Regions from separate parts of the Anser cygnoides genome. Here region 2 is linked to region 1. A link is a contact called in public Hi-C data. All regions are on one chromosome and are shown on one strand. Each heading gives the region's core, a stretch centred on a gene start, on an enhancer-like site or on the middle of the called end of the contact. The rest is flanking DNA. Distances are from core to core; before and after follow the strand shown.

Region 1 (5,164 bases), core at 744-3,243:
TGACCAACTAATCTAGTCATTATTGTCTCACACTGCTGTATTGAGATAACTTGAGTCTTTATATCTCTATTTATATCTGGTTAGGATTAGTTGCTCAGGTGCCTTGATTTGGTTGATATGTCTGTCTTTAGCTAATTATGGAGCAACATGCTTAGACTCCAAAGTCTCCCAGTTTGCTTTTTCTGTGTAATGGCTACAATACGTGGTTGGTTTGTGTATTTCATATCTACTGTCTTGTATACAAAATATATTGGAACAGCCTCCAACCTCAGCCCTCCATGTGAAAGGTTTTGTGAAGCTCTCTTTAAGGGGGAAAAATGCAACCTGACTTGGGAAAATATTAAAAAGTTATAATGCAGGAATTAGGGAGGGAGAAGACAAAGGAGGGAAGGAAGTAAAATTGGGAAGTTAAGAGTCTACAAGGATGAAGTGAAATGGAGATGTTTCTCTCTTTTCAAAGAAAATGAAGTGGAACATGAAGACTTGACTCAGTCATTAAACCTTGTTAAAGATGTGATTGCTGCAGTCAATAGCAAAGTCAGCAACTATGAAAAGAAAACACGTCTTGATGAGATTTACAACCGGACAGATAGCAAGTCCATCATGAGGATGAAGAGCGGTCAGATGTTTGCAAGAGAGGACTTGCGACATCGGAAGCTCATCCGAGATGGGCCTGTTTCACTGAAAAATGCAGCTGGACGGTTAAAAGGTAAGTCTGCTGCAGGGCACACAGCTTGCCCTCCCTGTGTGTAGGATTGCTCCTCAGATAGGCTTCTCCAACACTTACCTGTTCGTCTGCTATGAGAGGTTTTGACAGCAGCTTTCCCTGTGCTGCATACTCTGTTTCCATCACAGTGTTTCCAATACCTTGTGCTGTTTCTGAGGTGACCGATAGCTGCTTTTCCGCCCGGTGACCAGACGCCTGCTGAAGATGCAGGCTGCAGTGAGGTGCTGGGGCAGCCTTTGGGCCAGGAGGATGCTGGGGCTGCAGTTGTCTGGAGCAGTGAGTCAGATCTCTGTGGCAAAACACGCACGTACAGCGATTCCAGGAAGCGTGCTTGCTGAATACGAAACCCAGCCTCAGCTTCCTGGTGACTCTACCCGCCAGCAGCCCTGTACCTCCTTTGCTGCTCAGGCTCAGCGTTACCTTTCCCAGTTTCACTAGGCCTTGAGAGAGGTGTCCCAGGCATTTATTGCTTTTGAACCTCTCGAGCTGCTGACGCAAGCTGCTCAGGAGAGGCTGGGGAGGCTCTGGTGTCCCTGCAGCTGCCTCTTGCTTGGTTACGTGTGTGTCCATGTTTTCTTGAATTGCTTTTTGTTTATCATCGCATGGAAATGGTTTTTCTGAAGTGCTGTGCTCTAAAGTTCTCGACATGGCACTGAAGTTCTTTACTGAGTTAAGCACTAAATCTCCCAAGCAAGCCTTAAGCTGGGACAACAGCAGTGGTGAAAGCAGGCAGAGCTTTCTTAGGGCTCAGCAGGAAGGCTGGGCTTTCTTTCTTGCAGCTGATTCCTTCTTGCTCCCAGCATCAGCTGATTACACCAGGGTACTTGGGCATGAATGGAGATGCATAGTCTGGTGATGTGCTGGGCAGTGAGGCAGTGATAGGCGAAATTCCAAATCAGATAGGATTTATTTTGAGGTTCTGGAAACAGGAAGTTTACAGATGGTTTCCAGGCTCCCAAGATTGCTATTGATTTTAAATGGTGGATTAAGCAACTTATGCTGTGATTGTGAAATCTTTTGATAAGTACAGGCTGCATTTGCATTTATAAGTCATAGAAATGCCCCTGTCTGTAGTGCAAGCCCCCAGGGAAAGCAGGTCCTACAGAGAAACAGCGGAGCCCCATAGGAGAACAGCTGGTTCAGATACTTAGGCTATTTTATGGTATTTTAAGTGGAGCAGAGAGAGAAATTTAGAAGTTTTCTTGGATGTTTTTAGCATTTCCCCTTCTGCAGAGTGCGCAGAAAATATAGTGATAGAGAAGAACAGAGTCAACTGCTGACTTTTTCAAACCTCCCAGAGCTTTGAGTTCATTTTGCAGCTTTGATTAAAATTTGGTAGTTCTTTTTTTCTGAAAAGGATCCTGTCTTCCCAAAACAGAATGGAAGGGAAGAACCCATGGGATGACTTCACTTTTTGGTTTGCTTCCTGTCTGTCACAAGATTTCCCAAGTACATTACACAAAAACTCTTTGTACTGAGGGGTATGGGTGGGGCCTTATGCTTGGTAGTTACAGTGCAACTTCATGATATGTCATTAGGAGACTTGGAAGGCTGTATGCGTACTTTGGGAAAAGCCTGTATTCTGATTTAAGATCCTCAGTTTACTTGATATTACGCTTCCTTTTCCCATGAAAGAAAGCCAGGTCCTGCATCTCATGCAGGGCTATGTTGGCTCCCCTTGGAGTTAGCAAGGCTTGTATTTGTCTGCAAGCAGAATTAGTGGTGGCTCCTGAAGTCAGTATTTCCTGGGAAAGAAACTGCAGCTGACAAATGTTGCTGTTGCATGATAATTTACACTCCCCAAACTACTCATCAAGAGAACCATAAAACCCCAATCTTCCTGTGCAGATACTTTGCTCAAGGGCTAAAATATTGATTGTTTGAGAAAACAGCGCTTCTACTCAGTAAACGTCACTAGCTTTTGCTGTTACACCGTGTCCTACCTGTTAGGAAGCTTGTGGCTGGAGAGGAGCCCTCCCACCGAGGTGAGGGCCCTGCATGTTTCCTAGGGCAGCTCGGCGTTGCACAGCAGCACGGCCTTTCCAGGAGCTGTGCCTGCCAACCAGCAGATCGAGCAGCACTGCAGGCTGACCCAAAACCAGCCCTCACGCTCCCCAGCGGCCGGAGCACTGGTGTTATTAAAAGACAAATCTGTTTAGGAGTGGGCCGCATGGTTATATTGGTATTCTTTTCCTTTTGCAGAAGTCCAGGCTGTTCTCCTCTCTGACATGCTCATATTCCTGCAGGAGAAGGACCAGAAATATGTCTTTGCCTCACTGGTAAGGCTTCACCCTTTTCTTCTCCCTTGCTTTTCTGTGAGAGAGACCCTTGATATGGGTTCCTCAGTAAAGCCAGCCGTTGTCTGCTAAACAGCTTTGTTTTCCTGCTTATAACTGTTTTGTTTGTTGAGCAGGCTCCTTTCTTTGTGATTGGAAAGCATGTCTTTTTTTCCCCACTTACCCCACTCATGTTGATTTCTGCAGTGCCTTGGCATTGCTGATAATTGGCCTTGAAAATCTGCCTGCCACTCGATACACGTACTCATTTTCAGGCTGCGCAAACTGAAGCAGTGATCCCAGGGGGAAGGGAAGTAATGGGATAACACAAACATTGTAAAAACAAATCTTAGCAGAGGCTGATGTCCTAATATATTATGAACCGCTGTGGGGGGCAGGGAACACCACTGCTGTAAATTCAATAGTAAAGCTTACAAATAAATGTCAGAAGAGTATATTTGTAATGCAAGAAACCAAAACCACTCACCTTTGAAGGCAGGCTTCCTAAAACACTAGACACACTGACCTGCTAGAGAAAGTCTGGTACCTAATTGGGCCTGTTTTGGCTGTACCTTGCAGACATGGTTTAGACTAGGTGAACGTTTGTGTCCTTTTTATTCTTTGAATGTTTTGAAAGCTGATAATCTGTTATTCTAGTTCCATCAATGAGCTGCACAAACGCAGGGCCCTACACAGAGAGAGCTGATACCAAATCACCCAAGTGTAGCATCCTGTAAAATGCACAGAGGTGCTCACTCATGTGCTGGTGACCCAGAAGCAAAGGGACATTTTAACCTAGGCAGGCCGATTACACAAAGACCGTAGCTCACGATAAACATCCTTTTATATACAAGTCTGGTCCATCGCAGGAGTCAACTATGAGCTTCTAAGAACAGTAGGGTTTTTGTGGGATTTGAAAATAAGGTGTTATTCCATCCTACGGAAAGATTGTGACGATAAGGTATGTGAAGCAGCTAGCAAGCTTCACTGAGTTTACGGAGCTCTGATATTAATGACAGAGTAGAGAGTGTGGGCAGGAGGAGATGAGATCAAAGGTCTGCTGGAGATAGAGCAAAATATGGTAGAGTTTGCAAAACCACAAATTCAATTTTAAATTACTTTCCTGTTGAAATAGAGCAAGGTGAAATTGCTTTTTCTAGAGGACTAACGGAGGAAAACAAGCCTTTCCCTGTTGTGTGACCCCATCAAAATGCTATATTTTTTAATTAGCCAGTAGCGTCAAAAAATGTTTACAACCCAAGAGAGGCAGCTGTGTTGGTAATGGGACCTTTTGAATGTTAGTTCATATCTAACTTTTTGCCCTCCTCCACCATTTCTTTCCATCTGAAGGACCAGAAATCCACTGTGATCTCTCTGAAGAAGCTGATCGTACGAGAAGTGGCTCATGAAGAGAAGGGTTTGTTCCTGATCAGTATGGGTGTAAAAGATCCTGAAATGGTAGAAGTGCATGCCAGCTCCAAAGAAGAGCGTAACGGGTGGATAGAGATCATTCAAGACACGATAAACACCATGTAAGCTACCAAGCTGCTCTGGAAAGGCAGGTGATACACATAGTCGTGTTTTGGTGCTTATTGAGATGTGTGTCTCTCTCATCCAGGGATAAGGATGAAGATGAAGGAGTTCCTTGTGAGTCTGAGTTTGAAAAGAAAGTGTCAGACACGAGAGTCAGAGCACTGAAAGGTAGGAAACTGCCTGAGACAGAAGGGCAGAGCTTGAAAATTGTTCTGAAAAAAATGACTGCAATTGTCGTGTTAGATTTTGTGACCCTTTTTCATATGCATGGTTGAGCTATGACTTCTTTCAGAACAATGAGGGCCCTGCATCCAGCAAATAGTTGCAATCCATATTTACACCTCGTTTGCATTAGAATTTTCTGAGCCTGATGGGTGCTCTTGCTGTGCAAGATTGAGCCGAGGCACAGTTGTGTCATCAGGTTCCACTAGATGGGGCCAATATCTCAGGAATCGCTCTGCTTCCTTGCTGAAGCTTTTTCTGTCTTCATCTCTGTTTTCTGTTCACCCCCACAGAACAACTTCATCAGAAGGATAAGCAGATCCTCGTCTTGCTGGAGGAAAAGACCAAGATCTTCAGGGACATGGCAGACACCTCTGCTCAAGAGGACATGCCAGGCTCCCGACTG
Region 2 (4,952 bases), core at 1,603-4,102, 150 kb after region 1:
AGGAAGATGCTGGTTAAATTACTTGGGAGCTGATTTACAGAACCCTTCTGGTTCATTTCTTTGTTCATTCTTTAACTTCTCTGCTGTTTCCCTCTTCATAATCACAAGGTAGTACTGAACAGATGGGCACCAAACTCAATGTGCCCTGTGAGTCTTAAAATCCTTTCATATAGTCCACCAGGCATGCCTTCTGTAACAATATTTTTCATTTTCAGGAGTCTTTTTCTAACACGGAGTGAAATGGAAATAAATGATCTAGTCAAAATGCAGAGAAACAGAGGCACAGAGTTGTCCATCATAATGCAGAGAGCTACAGCCTGTGAGCCAAGATCAGAGCAGGGAAGAAAACTTGAGACTCTGACTCCCCGTCTCCTCTGTCTGCAGTGATTCCAACTGACGCTGTCCCCTAGGCCAGATCTAAAGGGGTGACCTAGACATAAAAGACTCGTGTCTATGCTTCTGAGCAGCCCAACTTTAGTGGCTAATCCAATTGTTCTTTGGCTTGGGAAGTGGATTTTTTCCTTTGTTGTTGCTCCTGGTTCCTAAGCACAGAATCTGGAAGTTGTTTGTCTATCTGTCTAGTAGTTGTACTTCTGCCCTGATACCCAAGCTGCTGATTTGGAAACACTTCAAAAGACTTCCATGCTTCAAAGTGGCTGTCTTGACTGCTATTACAGGCAGTTTTAAACGTTTTCTGATTATGGATCAGCATTTACTATGCCTCTTAAGACAGGGCTGCTTTATTTATATATCCTTTTATTGAAATATATAAATGAGTGTCCTTTGAGATAGCTGCTTTGTCAATCCCAGTGTAAGATTTTTAGTAACGTATTACCACAAAGAACAGAAAATCAGAGGAAGGCATCTGGATAGGTTTGCCAGTTTTTTTAATGAAATCTTTCCCTCCATTCCTTCTTGAGACAAATGTGGAGTTCTGCACTGGGCATGCTATCAAATTCTCTGGTCTAGCATATGGCTCATAGTCATCTTTCTTGTGCTCTTAAACTTTCCCTCCTGTTCTCATCTTTTATTTTTCTCTCTTGCTCTCATGCACAATTTATCTGCTTTCTCTCCATCTTCCTGTCCCAGACTTACTCATCTCATTATCTTTTCTGATGCCAGAAAAGATGCTGTTGGTTTACCATATGCTGTTAAGAGGTGCTGATATCACAAACACCAGTTGCCCTGGCTTGCTGTTAGCTTATTGATACATCCTGCTACTCTCATTGAAAGTTTACTCTTCCCTCTCTTCTGTGACTTGATTTGATTCCCACAGGGTATTTTGTATGTTAGATTTTTTTCAGCACCAAAGGCAGATAATATTCTGGGAATACTTGTTGACAGCTGACTTAAGGTGTAAATTACAATGATGATATAAACTCCTAGTTTTAAAAAATAATAAAAAAAAATGCAAGGGGATAGTTCACAGCTATTGTGTGAAGCACTTCTTTCCTAGGATATTGTGGACGACTTTGCATAGCTTCAGAAATACATGGAAGGAAAACAAACTAAGCTAAAAATTCCCATGGGCACTGGTGTTATGTTACATTTATGACATCTCTGGACTTCAAATTGTTGAAGTCTGAGTTTCTTCTGGAAGTTCCAGCATTGTGTTTTTGCTCTGGTCTTGTATTTTTCCCCTGAGCACTGTTGGACATGGGATACCAGACTACCTGGGCTTTCAGCTTAAGCTGGTGCAGCTGCTCTTTTCTGGCCTGGTTAATTATCTTTGTGTTTAGAATACCTGTTTATCATTCACTTCCATTTTATATATGATTAAAATGTAGGGGTATAGGACTATAGTGATTTAAGGGTCAATTTTTTTCAGACCCCTTCCCCATTTGCAGCTGAGCCTCTTGATCCCATTATAAGCAATTCAGGCTCCCTTTTCAAAGTCATTACGTTCTTCATCCCATTGCTGCCAAGAGGGTGTTTCAAAGCTTCATTTTCCAGTGCTTAAAACCTATCTTTTAATTTCCAGTTGAAATTTATTCATGGCCATTTTATATCCATTTGTCCTTGTGCCAACTTTGTTCTTTAGCTTAAGTAGCTCTCTGCCTTCCTCAGTGTTTACTTCCCCCTGTCCCAGTGTGTCTATGGAGAACAATCAACTCCCCTTTTATCCATTATTCTGCAAAGGTGACCAAACTGTGATCTTTAAGACTCCCCTCATGAGACTCCTCTGTTGCCATAATCACTTCCTTAGCCCTTTTCTGCACTGTTCCTTCTGAGTACTATACACAGCTGCTCAGGTGAAGCCTTGGTGAAAACATTCATGCTTTCCCTTCACCATTGGCAGTGGCTTTTCTGAGCCCTGATCTGTCCTTTACGCAGTTGTGTCACCCTGCTGGGTCACACTTGTCCTAATCCTCTAATGGGCTCATATATCCAGGGTGTCCTTCTACTAGCTTCCAAATTATGAGCCCCTGCTCATAACAGAAATTCTTATTTAAACCCTAAATGCATAACCTTGCACTTTGACTATTACATTTCATCCCATTTCTATTGCTTCAGAACTCAAGAACATCCTGTTATTCCTGAAAGATAATCTGAACTCCCCGCTGTTGGCAATGGCTCCAACACTTCACACTGTCAGCAGATTTTGTTAGTATACTTTGACTTTTTGTGCCAAGGTCATTAAGGAAAGTATAAAATAAGATCAGTCTCAAAACGTATCCTTTAACTTCTACATGTAACCTCCCCCCAGCCTAATAATTCCTCTTTCAGCACAACTCCTGTCGCTGCCTCTTTAACCAGTTCCTTACCCACCTTGCAATTCTTGTACTAATCCCCATCTGTTATCTTAGCTAATAACTTCCAGTATGGTACTTTTCTGAAGTACAGATAAATTAGATCTATTGTATTTCTCTTGTATAGAAAAATCAGTTATTTTATCAAAGACATCAAGTTAGCCTGACTTGATCTACTGGTTTAAATTCATTTTATTCCTTAAACCTGTTTTATCCATTTGGCACCTTAAACTCATGTATTTAATTATTCTTTCTCTCAAAACTTGTTCTAAAGCAATGCATAGTATTGAGGTCGGTCCACTGGGTCTGCACCTACTTATGAGAAATTGTAGAGTGTCTGCTGTAGGACATACAGAACGCTGCATATCAGCTATGACAATCTTTGTGATGAATCTCAGTATGTGATGAGCTGAAATGTACTAGTTTTGTTTCCACTTCATTTTATTGTGGTACTGTGTGCAGGCGTGGACTGAGATGAGGATGGCTCTAGGCTGTTAGTCTGGCATGTGGGAAAACCAGCCAGCTACAGTTGCAGGGCTGTAATGTTGCTTCACAAGTAGATGGTTACTGAAAAATTCTTACAGTAAACCAGATCCCTTCTAAAACTCTCCAGATTTCTTCTGCTTGCATCCAGAAACACTCTGGTCCTTCCTTCACTCCTTCACTGTTCTGGTGTGATCACCTTAAGCCTGCAGAGACCACTGCGAACTCCAGCATGTAATGTTTGTTTTATCAGAGAAAAACATGCTGTAATGTGACCTCACTGAGGTGCTCTGGATGGTCTTTTTAATTTGCTTAGAAATGTTTACTTTGTCCTGAACATGAAGACTTAGGGACAGAGTGTCAGTGGAGGTAGCATATCCCTGTCCTGAGCATGCAGAATGGCTGGTGGCTGAAGGTATTCCTCCCACCAGCTCAATGATTGTTGTTTAGGTGGAGTTAAAAAAACAATGAGAGCATGACTGTGCTTCTGCTGGTGAGATTTTTAGCTGCTGATTTCTTGTTCTGTCTGTATTTGTGGGTAGTTTTTATGTTTTTATTTTTTTTGTAATAGTGGTGTTGAATTCTAACAGTTTCATTATGGAAGAATGACAGTATACAAGGATGTCGACCCAATATCAACAAGAACCAGTTCTCAAATCTTTCTTAGTCTCAGCCACTGTCAGGGCACAATGAACAGCAGCTTGATGACAACAAATATTTCTTGCTACAGGATGATAATTGGTTCAGTATGGGGAAGTTAATATGATTTTATTTGGGGATTGGTTTGTAAAGAGATTACATTTTAAGGAATCCATGGGTATGAAGGATTTTGTAGCTGTATTTATTCAATAAGCTATGAGCACTTGAAATTTCACAGCAGTAAGCCAGGTTAGAACAAGGATCATCTTGTTCCAGCAGCATATGGCTGGTAAAGAAAATCTTGCCTGGCTGGTAGGATGGGGCATATACTACATGGGGGCGGGGAGGGACAAGGATGTCTCGGTATGGATTTTCAAACTGCAAATGCAATTGGCCAGCTCTCATTCAAACTGGTGCTATGCTGAGTCAGGCAGGATGAGCTACTTACCTGTGCATTGGAAATAACACAGAGGGTCAACAAACATATCTGCATCTACTCCTCTACCTACTATGGGGCAAATAGTCTTACCACACAGCTTCAGCATCTTTCTTACAAGCCGTGATCTGTGTGGGGACCTTGACATGCTGCTGTAATGCAAAGTGTTGTCATAATTAAAATAAAACTTGCTTTCAGTTAAAGCTGATGGAAAGGAGGATGGGGTGGAAGCTTGTTTTGGGAAAATGGAGAATGGAGTGGAATTTGGCTGGAAATGCTGACATGGATGTCCCAGATTGATGCAGAAGTTATCATCTGCTGACGTAGATAGAAACACTGGTGTCTGGAATGGGCATGTGCTGAGTCTCTGATACAAAGAAATAGCTCTGGGGCAGCAGTTTAAGGACTTGCTTCATTACTTTGGATATGTGGGTGTTGCTTTAAATTTAATGGTCACTACAAATCAGTGTAACATTAAAGCTAGAGGGCTAATGGTCTTTTAGAGTAACTGACTCAGCTGCAGAGACGATGTTCTCTGCTTGTGTGAAGCACTGCAACTCTGAAGTCAATGATAAGCTGTCAGTATAGACCAGCTGAAAAGCCTGGCCGCGAAGACTGAAGATGAAGGTTAAAAAAATTATGAA

The links. A called contact is a pair of places that touch in the nucleus more often than the background predicts.
Region 2: a Hi-C map of liver shows a contact between it and region 1, with 2.0 times the contacts expected there. The contact joins two enhancer-like sites. A contact is called at or near these places in 2 of 7 Hi-C or Micro-C datasets (both in liver).

What each region holds. Positions count from the first base shown.
Region 1 is chr11:7,300,233-7,305,396 of Taihu_goose_T2T_genome, forward strand. AKAP13 (A-kinase anchoring protein 13) reads left to right here. Exons shown (of 30, transcript XM_067003876.1): 19 at 461-709; 20 at 2,930-3,006; 21 at 4,354-4,535; 22 at 4,622-4,704; 23 at 5,052-5,164. Among named protein-coding and RNA genes, the nearest start is that of KLHL25, 40 kb to the right of the region's middle. Within about 2 kb of position 1,994, at least 1 of the 3 cell types and tissues checked has open chromatin away from gene starts, as enhancers often do. A contact at or near this core is called in liver, where this site is marked.
Region 2 is chr11:7,448,944-7,453,895 of Taihu_goose_T2T_genome, forward strand. The region is part of intron 5 of AGBL1 (AGBL carboxypeptidase 1); the gene reads left to right. Among named protein-coding and RNA genes, the nearest start is that of AGBL1, 41 kb to the left of the region's middle. Within about 2 kb of position 2,853, at least 1 of the 3 cell types and tissues checked has open chromatin away from gene starts, as enhancers often do. A contact at or near this core is called in liver, where this site is marked.